Regions from separate parts of the Zea mays genome. Here regions 2, 3 and 4 are each linked to region 1. Evidence: chromatin contacts called from public Hi-C data. All regions are on one chromosome and are shown on one strand. Each heading gives the region's core, a stretch centred on a gene start, on an enhancer-like site or on the middle of the called end of the contact. The rest is flanking DNA. Distances are from core to core; before and after follow the strand shown.

The links. Hi-C and Micro-C count contacts between places; a contact is called where the count stands out from the background.
Region 2: a Hi-C map of leaf shows a contact between it and region 1, with 3 times the contacts expected there. The contact joins the promoter of LOC111591196 here to the promoter of LOC100277704 in region 1. A contact is called at or near these places in 10 of 25 Hi-C or Micro-C datasets (bundle sheath, ear, endosperm and 4 more) and 1 of 3 datasets of contacts at active chromatin or transcription factors (leaf).
Region 3: a contact with region 1 is called in a Hi-C map of ear, with 2.0 times the contacts expected there. The contact joins the promoter of LOC111043195 here to the promoter of LOC100277704 in region 1. A contact is called at or near these places in 3 of 25 Hi-C or Micro-C datasets (bundle sheath, ear and leaf mesophyll).
Region 4: a contact with region 1 is called in a Hi-C map of leaf, with 5 times the contacts expected there. The contact joins the promoter of LOC100284438 here to the promoter of LOC100277704 in region 1. A contact is called at or near these places in 10 of 25 Hi-C or Micro-C datasets (bundle sheath, ear, endosperm and 5 more).

The regions. Positions count from the first base shown.
Region 1 is chr3:200,847,082-200,851,173 of Zm-B73-REFERENCE-NAM-5.0, forward strand. It overlaps LOC100277704, which reads left to right and starts at 1,704. Exons shown (of 1, transcript NM_001151205.2): 1 at 1,704-2,637. The coding sequence starts at 1,886. The coding sequence ends at 2,482.
Region 2 is chr3:201,029,409-201,033,500 of Zm-B73-REFERENCE-NAM-5.0, forward strand. LOC111591196 (heavy metal-associated isoprenylated plant protein 28) reads left to right here and starts at 1,776. Exons shown (of 2, transcript XM_023302137.1): 1 at 1,776-1,897; 2 at 2,032-2,874. The coding sequence starts at 1,892. The coding sequence ends at 2,493.
Region 3 is chr3:200,706,795-200,710,886 of Zm-B73-REFERENCE-NAM-5.0, forward strand. LOC111043195 reads right to left here and starts at 2,050. Exons shown (of 2, transcript NM_001354580.1): 1 at 2,043-2,050; 2 at 823-1,941. The coding sequence starts at 1,924. The coding sequence ends at 1,031.
Region 4 is chr3:200,979,924-200,984,015 of Zm-B73-REFERENCE-NAM-5.0, forward strand. It overlaps LOC100284438, which reads left to right and starts at 2,250. Exons shown (of 13, transcript NR_182104.1): 1 at 2,250-2,539; 2 at 3,605-3,702; 3 at 3,861-4,092.

The sequences.
Region 1 (4,092 bases), core at 454-2,953:
AGGCGAGAAATATTCTCCCTGGAATTAGCATGGGAGGTAGTAGGACAGCAGATCGCGTCTCGCTGGCCAGATGCTTCGGCTCGCGGACCATTAGAGCAATGGCATGACAGGAGGAAAGGAGCCCTTTAATTTGCCCGGCGTCACGAAGATTGAAACGAAGAACTAACACACAGGGTTTGACGTCGACGTCGCTGTCGTGGAGCACATGCCGAGTGCGCATGGGCATGCAGCGCGCACACAGTGACGCAGTGTGCGATCTGATCCGGTCCGTCACGCGCCTGCTGCTGAAGGCTGAAGCCTACTAGGCCCCAAATGGAAGAAGGGGGAGGCGCGCGCCGGCAGCTGCACGTTCTCGAGTCCCAGCGCGGAGACGACGAGAGGAGGATCCCACGCGCCTCGCCCGACGCGCGGGGCTTGTCTTGCCTGCCGACCACGCCAGAGTGCGGCTGCGGCTCGTGTCCTGCGCACCGTCCCCTTCCCAGCGCTCGACACGCACGCACATATACTACTGTACTTCCCAGCACTGTAGTGCGTCCCTCGGTGTTATACGGGCCCGCCTGACCACAGGCTTGCCAGATAAACTCGCCACGTGTGTCATGAACGAGAGACCGCTAGCTAGCTGCTCTGCGGATTACTTACTACTCCGTCACTGTCGCACACAGCATCTGGTGTGGCAGGTGAGCCTCCGCGCGTATAGAGATAGAGACCCTCGCTCCGCCTCCGCCTCATCCCCTCCGCTAGCTATGCTCTCTGCTCCGCCGGACCGGACGTCCGGACCGATCGGCCGGCCCAGAGCGTTGTCCAACAAGGCGTGCATAATAATCTCGGTTCAGACATGCGAGCACACAATCATTTCTCGCGCGATGCTAATTGTCCCCCTAATCAGCGGCGCGCGTACTTGTCCGCCCCATGGCAGGTCGCTGGAGCAGGAACACCATCAACCGGCCTTCATTCATTGCAACAGCGACGGCACGGGCCGGATATGCTTGGTCCATGCCCAAACCACCGCATCATATGGCACAGCGTACAGGCACGTATATTACTGCTGCTCCCTGCACCGTTCCCCACGTCTCTCTCTCTCGTACGGGCTCTGCGTTCCACAGCATCATCGTGCTTAGTGTGGTCCTGTTCCACTGCCTACGGTTCACCTAGGCACATTGCGTGACATACGCGTCCACCACTAACTACCACGAGACCCAGTCCCCTGCGTAACACAATTACACAAGTACAGGCAGGCCGAGGAGGATAAGAAAGATGCATGAAATGCAAAACAGACTGAACATCAGCGATAGACGGTTTGAATGTTTCACACACTTTCTTCCTACTCGGTTCTTTGCCACAGCCCACAGGCGCAAAACAATGTACAAGAGACTGAAGAGAGTGAGCAGCGGAAATAGTACTAGAAAAAAAAAGAGGGGCGGACCAGCTGCCGCTGCTGACTGTAGTGTGGACTGGCAGTAGTAGTAGTGCTGCTACAGCATTCAGCGGCGGCAGGTGCAGTGCAGAGTGCAGACTGATCTCGCGCAAGAAAACAAGAACCAGCTCCCTCCCCACCCGTGGCCTGCCTGCTACCAGTACAAATACCCGTGCCTGCGCGCATCCCCCTGGTTCATTCTCCAGCTAGCCCGGGCTCAGGAGCCAGTATCCCAACAAGCTGCAGGTGCAGCTATATAAAAAGCGAGCAGCTCGGACATACCCGCACCAAAAGGACCCAACGAAGTCCAGCCAGCTGAGCTGAGCCTCGTGAACCAGAGCATTTGCTCCTTCCTCGTCCTCCTCGATCGACCTCTCTCCTTGGTGCCGCTGCCGCCATATATGAACTGCTAGCACGCGCAGCAGCCAGCAGCTGCCGACCGGCCTATAATCAGAAGGCCAGAAAGGATCGATGGAGACCATCAAGTGCTGCATCGCGTGCATCCTGCCGTGCGGGGCGCTGGACGTGGTGCGGATCGTGCACTCCAACGGACGCGTGGAGGAGATCAGCGGGGGCCCCGTGCTGGCCGGGGAGATCATGAAGGCGTACCCCAAGCACGTCCTCCGGAAGCCGCCGTCCACGTGCCCGGCCGACGGCGGCATCGTCGTGCAGAAGCCCGTCATCCTGCCGCACAATGCCGAGCTGCAGAAGGGCAAGATCTACTTCCTCATGCCGGTCATGGCCACCCCGGCGCCCGAGAAGCCCGCCGCGAAGCCACAGCCGCCGCCCGCCGCCGGCCAATCCGCGGCGGCCGCTTCGGTGGCGAGGAGACGGCGCCGGAGGAAGGACCACGCCGCCGCACGGCCGGACGGAGGAGGAGCGGCGCCCGCCTGCAGCAGCGGGGCCGGGGCCCGGCCGCCGGAGGGCGAGAAGGAGCGGCTGCTGGCCAACGAGAGGTACCTGTCCGAGATCATGAAGGAGAAGGCCTCCACGGCCAGGGACCGGCGGCGAGGCCGCGTCGCCGTGTGGCGGCCGCACCTGGAGAGCATCACCGAGGATGACTTGTAATCAAGCAAGGTGTCTTCGATTTTTTTTTCCTCCCACCTTTTGTTTCTCTCTCCATTTCTTTAGTTTTAGCAGCGTGGTAGTTTCGTGGCGCTCTCTTTTGTTAATTCCTCCTGCTTTGCCTCTCCTTGCCCTTTGGCCTTTTATTTTTGTTGCCATCTTTTCTCCGGCCCGTCTCCTTTAGAGCACCATCATTATCATCTTCGTCTACCCTGCTCTCCTCTCTCTTACGAGATGAACTGCTGTGAAGAAAAAAGATAGTACGATTTTTGCCATGTTCTTTCTCTTTACAGCAATTGATGATTTTAAATAATGAAGTGTATAATACCAATTAAGTTATATGCATTGACCAATTTAACTTAAAATCTTAAGACGAACAATATCGACCCTATGACGTTGATAGATTGTGCGAGCAGATCTCTAGCAAAAGAAAGAGATGTACGCATCGATGCATGGATCTTCTCTCGTGCTTCACAACAGGCGAAGGACAGGAGCTCCGCCTCCGACCCATTCTTCTTTTTCATCCATTTTTTTCTATAAATAAAGTGGAGCAGTGGCATTGCTACCCTGCTACTGCTAGTAGTACAAGCAGCTCTAACCTTGATATCCGTCCACTCCGACTTGTTAATTCCTCCGAAAAAAAATACTCCCTCCGTTTCTTTTTATTTGTCGCTGGATAGTGCAATTTTACACTATCCAGCGACAAATAAAAAGAAACGGAGGGAGTAGAAATTTGCGCTGTACGTTCCATATTTTCCTTCCCTTTTGTGCTGCAAGCCTGCAACTGCAACTGGGACTGCAACACGGGAAGGCAGGAAGGTGAGAGAGGAGGGGGGCCGCCGCGAGCAGAGTCGCTGGCCTGTGGCCCTCCGAATGCGTCATGCGTGCATGTTGCCCTGGCCATCCAACCATGATGAGCACACGAAAGTTCTGAGAGGCGCTTGGCGCTAGCACTCAATGAGTACACCAATCATTGCCGGCAAGGCCCATGCATCCGCCCGCCTCCGTCGCTCCACCACCACTACCAGACCAGAGTCGTCCAGATCGAGCATGGATGAACGGACGGGGCTCCGGCTTTAGGCCCGGTGTGGCGCCCGCCATTGACGCACGTCACTCAACAACCATCGTCCGTTCCTTCGTTCGTTGCAGCAACCAGCTCAAGACTGAACAACACCGTTAGGCGGCCGGGGATTAGGGATAAACCTCACCCGGGCCCGGCTCTCCGCTTTAATTGACTGAGCTGGCATGCACGATCGATCGATGCTGCGGCGTGTCTGCGTGTATATGAATGTCTTGCTTTGCCTTTAATAACGATTTCATTTCATTCCCGCAAGGGATTTTCAGGGTTTTTCTGTACTCCGGAGGAGGGAGAGTAGATATATAGATATAGCTAGCTCTCATGCTCTTTTCAGTTTTCGTTTGGGGGGAAAAAGCGCGGCAAAGTATAAAGGTTCCTCATTGCAGGAGCAATGGATTTGACGTAAAGATGGGCACGTACAATGTGTTTCGTCTCCGTCTCTCTCTCTCTCTCAATCAAACGTCTCCAGACCACTCAACAACGCACTGCCTTATCTGAAACTCCGAGGGACGCTTGGTTAGTTTATTCCCCCACG
Region 2 (4,092 bases), core at 526-3,025, 180 kb after region 1:
CGCCATTGGTGCTACCGGCCACGGACGCCACGTACGGCTTGGCCGTCTGGTACCCCCATTCGATCCGGTGGTGGTCTCTGTTAAACTAGGGACAAGGACCCGAAACTATGCTCCATTCCATTAAGCCGGCCGTTTTCATTAATGCAGGAGCCGGGTTGCTTTTCCGCTGCGATCAAGCGGAAGAGCCTACAGAAAACGAAGATGCATGTAGCAGTAGTAGCCCCTCCAGAAAACGATTGTGCTGCTCTGTAACTACATCCTCCCGTAATACTATCTATTACTGTCGATACATATTTTCGTAACACCACGTCGGTCGGTCGGTCGGTCGATGGTGGCCAATCGTTTAGGGAAAGAAGAAACTCGACTTGCTCAGGTAGAAAACCTGTCCATTATAGCTGCGAATTGATTGCCTATCACTTTCATGATCCGTGGAATCACCGCAATAAATCTCTTTATAATGCTCAACGCAGTTAGCACGAGTTTTAGACTCTAGTAAATTATCATTCGATAATTGATTGCCACTAGTATATTGTCTGATTGTTTTCTACTCCCCTCCCTCGCCCTTTTCGAGCAGGAGTGGGCCTTCTCTCCGCGGAAAAACTGAAAGCTAACTCGGCGTTTGCTTAGCGAGTCAGCCATTGTTATCTACACCAAACAATGCACAAATGGGGTCAGGTCAGGTGTCAACTTGTCAAGGGTGATTCATTTGATCCGACATGAGACGTCTGGCACCTAAAGGCTATAACGATAACACCGTTAATCGAAAGGACCAGCTGCAAACCTCTAGCCACACATTTAATTTTACTGGTCAATGAACGAGACTTTATAAAAAAATATGAAAAGAAACCGATGACCATAATTCTCATTCTTTGTCCAAAATTGTATATATATATATATATATATAGGTTTTTAGATATATAATAAAACTTATGAGCAAAAACGACCTCTAAATTGAAACGGATACATTAGATCGCAAATCGAGAGCTGTAGTTTATAATATAAATTTAAATATTTTTTAAATATTTTCAATTTAAATAATAAACAAAAATGCCTTAGTAAATGTCTTCTAAAAGTTCACAACTTTAGGACTAATTTTACTAATTTTTTTGGAGCTGGATGGAGTGGTAACCTAGCCCATCTAAACATGTCAGCTCATGTTCCAAATATTGCTACAGCTTTGTTGGGCCACAGCCGGGCCAGTGTTGGCCAGGGCCAAGATGGCAGCATTGGTACCGAAAGAGCGCGACACGGCGCATCGCTTCCGGCCCAAACGATCTAACTGGGCCTACGTACCATGCTTGATGCCCTGAGTCCAGGTAACTCCTCCGCACCGACCGCACGTATGACGTATCCCTTGAGTTGGAGGCTGGAGCCGGCGTCTCCTTCCTGGCCGACTCCATTTGCGCCGCGCGCGCTTTGCTCTGACGATATGTAAAACGCCACCGGTTCGGTCTTCGAACGCGCATGCCAGCGAGGCGGGCGGCGCGCGGCTGCTTGCGTGCGTGCGTGCTTCCTCTGCCCATGCGCACATCGTATCGTTTCCACATTTTCTGTTGGCATCGGCGTCGTTTTTTATGCACCGGTACCGGAGCTGAACATGGAGGTGGAGCGCGAAGGAAGCAGTCGGTGCATGTGGAGTACAGAAAATTGTTCGTCAACTCATTGGCCTGCCGACCATCAGCCATGGCACATGCCTCCTGACCGGGGCGGTAACCGTTACAAGATGGGTATATAATATACGGGGCCACGGGGGATACACGACTTCTTGACACAGAAACAACCTGTTTTCCATCACCAGCACGACCATCGCTGTTGTCAGCACACAGCCTGATAAGACACCAGAGAACCGCCGGAGTGATCGATCCATTGTACACAGCTTCGAAAGACGAAAATGACGGTGAGTCTCCGCGCTAGCTATACATGCATGCGTTTTGCTTCTTGTAATGTACTTGCTACACTAATCTGCTACCGGGATCCTTGTGTCTTATTACGTACCGGTTCCATATCTGTTGGTATACATCACCTATACAGCTCGTGGAGATGTGCGTGCACATGGACTGCCCCGGGTGCGAGAAGAAGATCCGGAAGGCGGTGCAGCGGCTGGAAGGCGTGCACGACGTGGAGGTCGACATGGCGCAGCAGAAGGTGACGGTGAGCGGGGACGTGGAGCAGAAGAAGGTGCTCAAGGCGGTGCGGCGGACGGGCCGGCGCGCCGTCCTGTGGCCGCTCCCCTACGCCGCGGGCGCGGCCGCCGGCGCCGCGCACGTCCTGGCGCAGCAGCAGCCAGCAGCAGGCGCAGGCGCAGGCGCAGGCCCGGCGCACGCCAGCCACGCGGCGCGGCCCACGTCCTCGTACAACTACTACAAGCATGGCTACGACGACTCGAGCCTGTACGGCGCCTACTACCACCACGGCGCCAACTCGGCCGTCGCCGGCACCAGGTCCACCGACTACTTCAGTGACGAGAACGCGCAGGGGTGCTCCGTCATGTGATTGGCAGGATCACATGCAGGCATGTAAAACTTCAGAGGTATAATTGAAGTGGGTGTGTGGAAGGTCTGGAATTACAAGCCATATGCAATATATGTGATCGACAGACTTTGTTAACTTACAAGACAAGAGGAAATATCAACTATCAATCAGATACAACAACAGAAGATAAAAGCACCAAGCTGTGCCAGTCACGGATTTACAGCTGAAAGATCTGTTACAATTACTTCCTATTCTAACAGCCCCTCTTTGATCACCCCATTTGATTTAGGTAGAAATTATACGCTTCAAGTTCTCTAATTTTCTCGCCAATAATATCTTGGTAAACTCATCTGCAACTTAAACTCGTGAAAAAACAAAGTCAATTTTCAGTATTTTTCTTAACATGCATTCTTTAACAAGACCACAACCTTTTACTGGAAGATCACACACGATCTCAAGTGCTCCGGTCCCAAACTTCAACTCTCATAGGTGCTTCACATCTACAAACAAATTGATCACTTTATATCATTACATGTGTTTATCTCATACCAACACGGCAACACATATCCCTAACACTGCACCTCACACTTGATGCTCATATTCCTAGTTCTTCTCTTCTTGGGCTCCATACTCCACTCCACTAAATTCATGACCAAAAGGCACAAGGAAGACCCCTTGGAGGGTATTGGTATCCCAAACCAAGAGGGAGAGACCATTGAAGAAAGAGATAGTTCAAGGGTTGAAAAATAGTGTTTGAAAAGGGCAATCTTTGTAGTGCATGTAAAGCTGACAATCAAGTTATCAACACTCATCCAACCAAATTTTTTATGTCAACATCAAGTCATCAAGACCATTAAAGCTTCTACACGTGGATTTATTTGGAGTGACAACTAATGCAAGTGTGGGAGGCAAACTATATTGTCTTGTTGTGGTAAATAACTATTCAAGATATGTTTAGGTGTTGTTCCATCAAGACAAAACCAAAGTTACATTAATATTGAAGAAGTTTGCTAAAAATAGCAAAATGAACTTAAAGCGAAGATCAAGAAAATAAGAAATGACACTAGAAACAAATTTGACAACACAAAGTAACAAATATAGAGTAATATTGTGGTGAAATTGAGATCAAGTATGAAGTATCTGCAACATAGATTTCATAGCAAAAAGAATCACACACATGTTAGTGTTTAGTTCGTAGTTGTATAGACGCATAGATAACACCTAAGAAACGCCTACAACATACACTTCATAGCAACAAGGATCACACATATGTTAGTGTTTGATTCGTAGTTGTATAGATGCATAGAGAACACCTAGGAAACGCCTCGCAGCTTAGGACCTGTTTGGTACAACTTTTTTCTAAAGAACTTTTCTAAGAATCTAGATTTGTAGATAATCTAGCTGTCATGAAAATATGGATATTACAGGACCTACGTGCGAAATCCTTGCGAAGAAAGATGAAGGGTCCGTATGATTTAGGATTTAAGAAGCGGCGTATTTCTCCCGTCACAATGTCGATAGATTCTGCATTCATGTTGATTTAAGCGATTTTACGAAGTCCTTGCGAAGAAAGATGAAAGGTCCGTATGATTTAGGATTTAAGAAGCGGCGTATTTCTCC
Region 3 (4,092 bases), core at 800-3,299, 140 kb before region 1:
AATAGACTACGTTTATAGACACTCTATTATACAATATAGTCTCTTAGTTGTCTCCTGTGTTTGGAGAACCGTTTTAGTGTCTCTCCACTGTACATGCCCTTACACCACTCGAGGACGACGACGACGATTTCCTCGCCTGCTCTGCTTCGCTCCTATCAAGATGGTCACGGTCTCACAGTCTCTCTCACAAAGCATGAGTCACGATGCACTATCCACGCGTCACGCATGCAAGCGCGCTTTGCAGAAAGCTGGCGGCTGCATCGGTACTCTCGGCTATCACCCATGCGCCGGCCGTCCACGCCATCCACGGCCAAACGGCAATGACGCAGAGCGTGACTGCGCGAGCGATGGTCCATATGCTGGCCTGCGCGCCAGTCTGCCTCGACTCGCCGTGTCGGCTGTAATGACGGGGCCACGCCACTACAGACAACCCGGAGGCCGAGCCCCCTCCGGCGTCCACGCCTCATCGTGCACGTCCCGCCGCGGCCGGGCGCCCGGCCCCGTCGTCGTCTTCGTGTAGCTACGCCGGCCGGATACAGAAAAAGGAACTGGAAAGGTGAGCGCCGCCGGTGCGGTGTCTGAAAGGCCAACGCCTCCCACTCGCTGCTAGTAAAGCCAGTCACAGCTATACCCACCATCGATTGGCAACCCATGCAGACAGGCGGCAGCCATTAACAAGGATTAAAAAAAACAGGGAGAAGATGAGACGGCCACGGCTTCTTCTACTAAGGTTTGCAGGAAGACGCGGTGTATATAAAGAGCGTGTGGTTCACGAAAGACGTAGACACGGTAAAGGCACAACGAAGAAGAGAGATCAACTACTCATGCAAGCACTGCGGTATTTAATTTAGGTTCTTAGGAACAAAAACACCAAGCACCAACTTTGTACATATTAATGGACGCCATGCACATGGTGATCGATCGGTCTATATAGAAAGACAGGCGGGTACTAGAGAGGTTGTGTGGTGTCCAAGCTACACACGGGATGCTACTAACTAGCTGCAGGCAAGGGCGAGGAATGGCAAGCCTTTCATGTGCTCGGGCGGACGGTGTTGTCCGTTCCGGCGCTCTGCCCGCCAAGCTGTTGCTGTGCGCCAGCTGCTGCTTCCCTACGGCGGCTCCAGTCGCGGACGGAGAGGTGCAGGTGCTTGCCTGCCGCCAGCATCTCCACCGCTTGCCGAGGCGTCAGGATCTCCGTCGCCAGCGCCCGCGCCGTCGCCATCCTCAGCTCGTCGGCCTCCACCAGCAGCCGCGACAGCGCGGCCTTGTAGCTGTCCAGCGCCGCGTCCACCTCGGCGTCCGCGGCTCCTAGCCGGGCCGCCCTGAGCCGCCGCCGCGCCGCGCCGTCGCAGCTTCCGCTGGCAGCAGCTGCAGCTCCCAACCGTGCCGCGGCAGCGAGCTCGCGCTGCCGCACGATGGGCAGGAGCGGGCGGTCGGCGATGTCCTCCTGCAGGGTGGCGAGCCGGTCCGACAGGGCGTTCTCCTGGTGCACCGTCCGGCTGTGGAGGTCGTTGATGAGCACCAGCTGAGCGGACGTGATCCCCAGGGCCCCGGTCGGGATGACGCCGTTGCTGAGGCCGCCGAGCAGCTCCTCCACCTGCGCCTCCAGGCCCTCCCCGGAGAGGTTGTAGAGCAGGCGGACGGTGAGCGAAGGGCGGCAGCCCCCGAGCCAGAGCACGGAGTTCTCGAAGGCGGTGCACCAGGGCGGGGCGAAGAAGGCGACGCCGTCCTCCCGCGACAGCGCGCGCCTGCGGGTGGCGTAGTCCTGGTACCCGAGCATGCACCGCTCCACCACGGTCCGCAGCTCGGCGTCCGTTGCCCGGCCCGCGGCGGCATTGGCCGACGCCGCCTCGAGCTCGGCGAGGCCTGCCTCCTGCCCGGCGATCCAGTGCCGGTAGCATGACTCGTACCGCGCCATGTCCATCCCGTCCGTCCAAGCCTCTGCAGTGTGAGGCCGTGACGAGAGAGTGGAGTAAGCACATGGCCTATATGTTCGCACTACATGTTGTATTCATGCACATATGCCTTTTTTGACCCTTTACCTCGTTTCAGTTTTCGGCAGGCCCTGTTGTGTGACTTGATCTGTCTCTATGGTTCCTCCGATTTTGCTTTTTTTTTTGTTTCTGCGGTATGTCACCAGACGGGGACGACGGAGCACGAGGCTTTCGATAGCGTGATGGTGATGTGCTGGTCGGCCGCGGATGCATGCGTGCGTGTAGAACCTATCTGATGTGGATCCCTATCGGATCACGGCGACGAAACTTTTGGGAAGCAAAAAGACACGGAAGGTGTCACGCAAGATTGGCCATGGAACGGCGCTTCCCCTCGGCCCGCGGCCCTGCGTTTAACCTTTTCCGTGGGCAGGTGTGAAGGGAATCGGAGGCCGGACCGCGGACGAGGAGATGGATGGTGCATCCTTGTGCGACGGAGAGCTCCCGGTGAGTCCAGTGCATCCTTTCGTTCGTGCGTACGCGTGCCATGGCTCCTTTGTGTGTACTGTCTTGTCGTTAGCGCCAGAAGCCCAGACTAGCTGACATTCATATGAGTTATCCGTATTCATATTTGTTTCCGAGACACTATCCACGTGATTGGTTCGTTTCACTGGTCCGCCTGGCTCGCATCAGTCAGCCAGGCTATATATAGCCTGATTGAGTGTATGCAAAGGTTTAGTGTTTGGTTACTTGGCTCAATTGAATCTGGCTGTATTGAGACAGCGTTTGGTTGTATGTATCAAAGCATGTACCAGTGAAGAATGCACAAATAAATCTTTAAATATTATATAACATATATGGTCTAGTTTTAATCGAAAAAATGTTAGGGACACAAATATAAAATTTGTTCGGTGATTAAATTTTTTAATTAGAAGATATAACAAAAAAACTAACTAAAAACATACCTCGGTATACGTGCCACTGCATGCACTGAGCCTGGCTGGGCGCGTACGCTCGCCGCGAGCTTCGCTCGGAAGCCTGGCTGCGGTCGCTTCTTTGCATGACTAGAGTTGGGATGCATAGAGAAGCTAACCAAACAAACACTGCTTTATAACTCCGCGGGTGCAGTTTCTCTATTCACCCAGTCTACCAAACATGCGGTATATGGATATCAAGTTTAGTGTTTTAAATTTAGTATAAATCCAATATATTTCTTGTTGTAAATTATTTTAATGATTTTACTTAATTATTTATTACTTTATACAAATTATCTATGTAATGTATAATTTCCTGATAAAAATTATATAAATAACGACTGATTAATTGATGTATTTAACTATCACATATTACATTGATAGATAAACTATTTTTTAGGAGTTATCATCGTTGTCCACGTACTTTAATCTCTACTCGTGTAATGATTCTGTACTTACAAAAACATTGATTATTTTTATTTTAATTTATTTACTTGTTCTACCATTTAATTAGATATTGATATTATTATTTAGTTCACTTCAATATTGACAATTATTATATGTGTATTTTAAAAAAATTATTTTGCTTTGGTTATCAATGAATTCAGTTTTATATTTGAAGCACTAATAGGGTGTTTGGTTAGAACAATAAACTAGTTTATCATCTTCTACTCGTTGTTTTTGTTTGATTTGTGAAATAGAATGAGTTGATCTATCATCATCTCATTCCTCATAATTAGTTAGTACTAATACGAGGAATTAAGTCATCTCACTAAATTTGAGAAATAAACTCATGATACATCACCTATATTTAGACGGAGTGATTCCTTCAACAAACACTCCCTAAGAGCATCACTTAAATCACTGTCTCGTATATGTGACAGCCTGACGGGATCTCTCACAAGTCGCAAAACAAAAACATATCCTCTCTCTTTTTTCGCATGCTCCGCTAGCGTCAAAAAATCCGAGTGTAAGCATATTGTATTCACGAACCACGAGTCCATCGCGGTGTGTTTGTAGAACCATAGGTGGTGGACAGCGCGCCTGCCATCGTGCATTCGTGCCAAACACCCAAAATCCAAAAGTCTGAGACGAGACGGGCCGTATTCCACACTCATCCAGAGACCCACGCCACGCCAGACGAAAAAAAAAAAGACCGCCCACGTGTGGCCCGTATTGAATGTGGA
Region 4 (4,092 bases), core at 1,000-3,499, 130 kb after region 1:
TGGACATCTAATCACCAAAATACTTATAGAAATGGCCCAAGGGCACATTTGCCTTTCAGGTGCACCGCAAACTAGTTGGAGTTAAGTACTTTTGGGCTTTTCTTCTTTGATTCAATCTGGTTGTCTTCAAGAGTGTTCCTATGACTTAGACAAACATATATAGATACTAGCCAACTAGTCTAAGTCATGGAGCTTGACCTTTTTAAATTCTCTAACTAATATTCCAATATTGGCTCAAACTTAGCTCCAAAATACCAACTTTTGACTATGAGATTTCCAGCTTCTCTAGATTGCTCAAACAAGATCCTAGGGGCATTTAGAACTTATCCAAATGGTTGAACTACGAATAGTTTATCTTTTCTAACATACGCCCTTTATAGTTGGGTTTGAGCTATTTTCTGACTTAGAATCTTCAATTCTTATTCTTATGAACTAGTGATCAATCACTTAGCAAACTAGTTAGTCCAGAGGTTGTGATGGTCATCAAACAACAAAACTAATCTAGAAATGGTTTCGAGCCCATTTCCCTTTCAGGAACAACTCTGCTCTCGAGTATAGGTTGATTTATCATGATTAGTGGCAGTGTTGGGTAAATAACTTTAAACCTTATGTCTGATTTATTTTTAATGATTTCAGAGTAGTAAAAGGGACACTCCACAAATTCCTAGTGTAGCCATCAAAATTCTATGGATGTTTGGCTGGCTTTAGCGAGTTCTTCCTTAGAGTTTTAGTCTAGAGCCACGCCACACACCACCTTAGGGCATGCTTGATAATAAAATTTTAAAATACTATAACTTTAAAATACCATAGTTTACAATTGTATATGACTGAAATACTATTACTTTACCATATTATTGCTTAAACTAAAATTTGTTCGGTTATATTAGAAAACCCAAGTATGTGTAGAGAGAACACGAGAAAACTGAGGTCACTCCAAAATACCATATTTTTGGGTAAACCATGACATTAAATTTTTTGTTTTACCTATACCAACGAAACATATTTTAGCTTTGAATACTACAGTCATCAAATAGCGTAGTATTGCTTCAAAACTAAAAACATACTAAGCTTCTAAACATGCCTTAGTCCTCATGAGCCTCATAATTAATTAAAATAATGAGAAAATAGTTTTCATCGGATTTCCAGAACAAAACTTCTGGTCAAATCATTTAGCCTAAAAAGTTTGAATTGACACACCAGTGACCTGATTCGGTTAGATCTTTCTTCTTCTTTTTCCTATTTTGAATCGGGGCATAGTTCAAATATTATAACAAAAATTTGATCTAAACGCACTAACCACTAATGAATCCAATTGGGTATATTTTTTCAACAAGATAGGTCAAATGGTCTATTATCTTATATTTAGAGCAGTTTTAATGCTGAAAATTATAAGCAATTTTACACCTATTGATTTATATAGACACTATAACTTTAGGGTACAAATAGGTTTCATAAAATTTTATTTTCTTAATGATATGCTTCTTGTTTTAATTATCTAGTATATATTATATCTCTCTATGTCCTGAATATCATAAAAACATGATTTTTTTATTTTAAAACTATTTTTATTATAGTGTCATATCACATTTTTACTTATATAATAAAGTTGGCTCTTAAATGAATCCTTTGTCTCTTTCTCTTTCATCCTTTTGTCTTGATGTCCGTGAAGCACCTAACTCTTGCATGAGAGCCAACTCCCTCTACTTTTTTATGTCTCTCTTCTACATAAGCAAAAATGCCAGGTAAGCATGCTTAGAGCCCATTATTGTACTTGGGCATGTACAACTCAATTAAATGAAGGGTCTCTTGAGAAGTTTCTAGGGGGTTAAGTAAAAATCAAGAGACAGACTCTTCCTGAAGAGCCCGTCTCTACACAGACTCTCTATATATATTGTGTCTTGATTGTATTTATTATCTAAAACTTGGGATTATATCACGTTGTATTTTAGTTGTCTCGGGGTGTTTGAATGCAATAGAGCTAATAGTTAGTGACTAAAATTAGTTGAAACATCCAAACAACCTAGCTAATAGTTCAGCTATTAGCTATTTTTGATAAATTAGTTAATAGTTAGGTAGTTAATTGTTAGCTAGCTAATTTTACTAACATTTTTTAGCCAACTAACTATTAGTTGTAGTACATTCAAACACCCTTTAGAAAACTGTTTCACCGACTCAGCGTTATACATGATTACTGGATACCCTACTAGTTGATGAATATATAAATTCATGGTTGGGATAGGTTGCAAAGCATTTTGGATTCTGTGCCAAAAGAGGGGTTAAAGGAACGAATTCTGATTCCCGTGGACCGACAAGGAGCAGCTGGGAAACGGAGCGCCACAAGCCCACAACTCTCGCGCAGGCTTCTCTCCCATCTCCGCCCTTCCCGAAGCAGCACGGTGCAGGCCGCGGACCCGCGGTTTCTCCACAGAATCCCGCTCCACGCACGTCGCCCCCGTCGCCGGCGAGGCGGCTGTGCTGCTGCGTACTCCCCTGGTTCCAACTCTGAACCGGCCACCCTCTCCTGCTCCGCGACCTCGAGGTATCTCCGTCTCCCAGTGACGCTACTTTTCGCTGTTGCTCCTGCAGGCTGACTGCGTCGGTTTAGCACTTCAGCTTATGGCGTGCTTGCTCTGGATGGTTGGCGCCAACGTGGTTAGCTCATGGCTGTGTTGTTGCGCCGGCGGCGACTCGTTGCTTTGGGGGAATATGTCATCACAAACTGCAATTGTCAGCTGTTCATTGGACGGTGCCGCGGTTGTTAATTGAGACGATTTGGGACGGCTCTAGATGAGCGGTTGCGCGCACCCATTAATAATCGCGAGAACGATGTGCTTGTTTGTTGCGCCGATCATTAGCGTTGTATAGACGCGGGAAGCCGCGAACAAGGCAACGCCAGTAGACTTGACAAAATACTTCCGTGCCACAGTAAGGAAGCACTACGTATTTTTCTGGGTTACGGTTACGGGAGACTACTGAGGAAAAAGTAATCACAGGCGGCTCCTCACACCAATCCCCTTCCTCCATTCCTCTTCCCGTACCCTGGCCTGGCGGGGTCGCGCTTAGCCAGCCGTTGCAGGTCTCCTCCGTTTAAAACAGGGCACCTAGCTGTTTTGGTGAGAAACCCTAGATTGATTGGAGTTGGATGTTCTGGAGTGGCGAGGAACCCTAGATTGATTGGAGTTAGATGGATGCTTGCTCGTTTTGTTAGTTCCTTTACCGTCCCTCAAATCCAAACATTCCTTCCTAGGACTGGCACGGTGCTCCAGTTCATCTAAAGCAATTTGTCTTTTGGGTAATACTGGTTTGTGTTCGTTTTTTCCAAAACTGTCTGGGGTTCAGTTTCAGCTGAACCTGCTGTCCGCACGCCCTTTGTTTGAGACCCCTTTGGATTTATTGTTATAATGAGTTTTGCTTGCCCGGTGTTCAATCAGTGTACCATTGAATTTTTAGCAGAGCACTGATCAAGCGTTTTGTTCCAAGGATTTTTTAATCAGTTCTAATGCCCATAGATTATCTCATACATGTGTTGATTTCTACACATTTTGTATTTCATCTTATAATCAAATCTGGTCTGATTGACTGTTGCCTTTTATTTTCTTTTTAGTAACTTTTTGAGTACCAGTGATGCAAAGGGACACAAGCTCTAGCGATGTTTCTGCTTCTCATGTAGGACGTGTAAGACGTCGCAAACATCCAACTGAGGTTAGTAATTTCTTGTTCCTTTTGCTCTTTATTGCGCTCTGCTCTCTCTCTCTCTCTCTCTCTCTAGATTTCAGCTAATACACTGAAGCATGGTTCAAGCTAGAGCAGCAGCCTGTTTCAGGTGCTCTTTTACGTACTAATCTTGGTCATTTTTTCAGGCTACCACAGATGGGAATAGAGCTAATGGACAGCCATTGCTTGTCAATGATCAGAACAAATATAAATCAATGCTTACCCGTACGTATTCTACAGTATGGATGATTGGAGGCTTTGCCTTTATTATTTATATGGGTCATCTATATATCTGGGCTATGGTGGTTGTGATTCAAATATACATGGCAAGAGAACTTTTCAATTTACTCAGAAAATCCAGTGAAGAGAAACAACTGC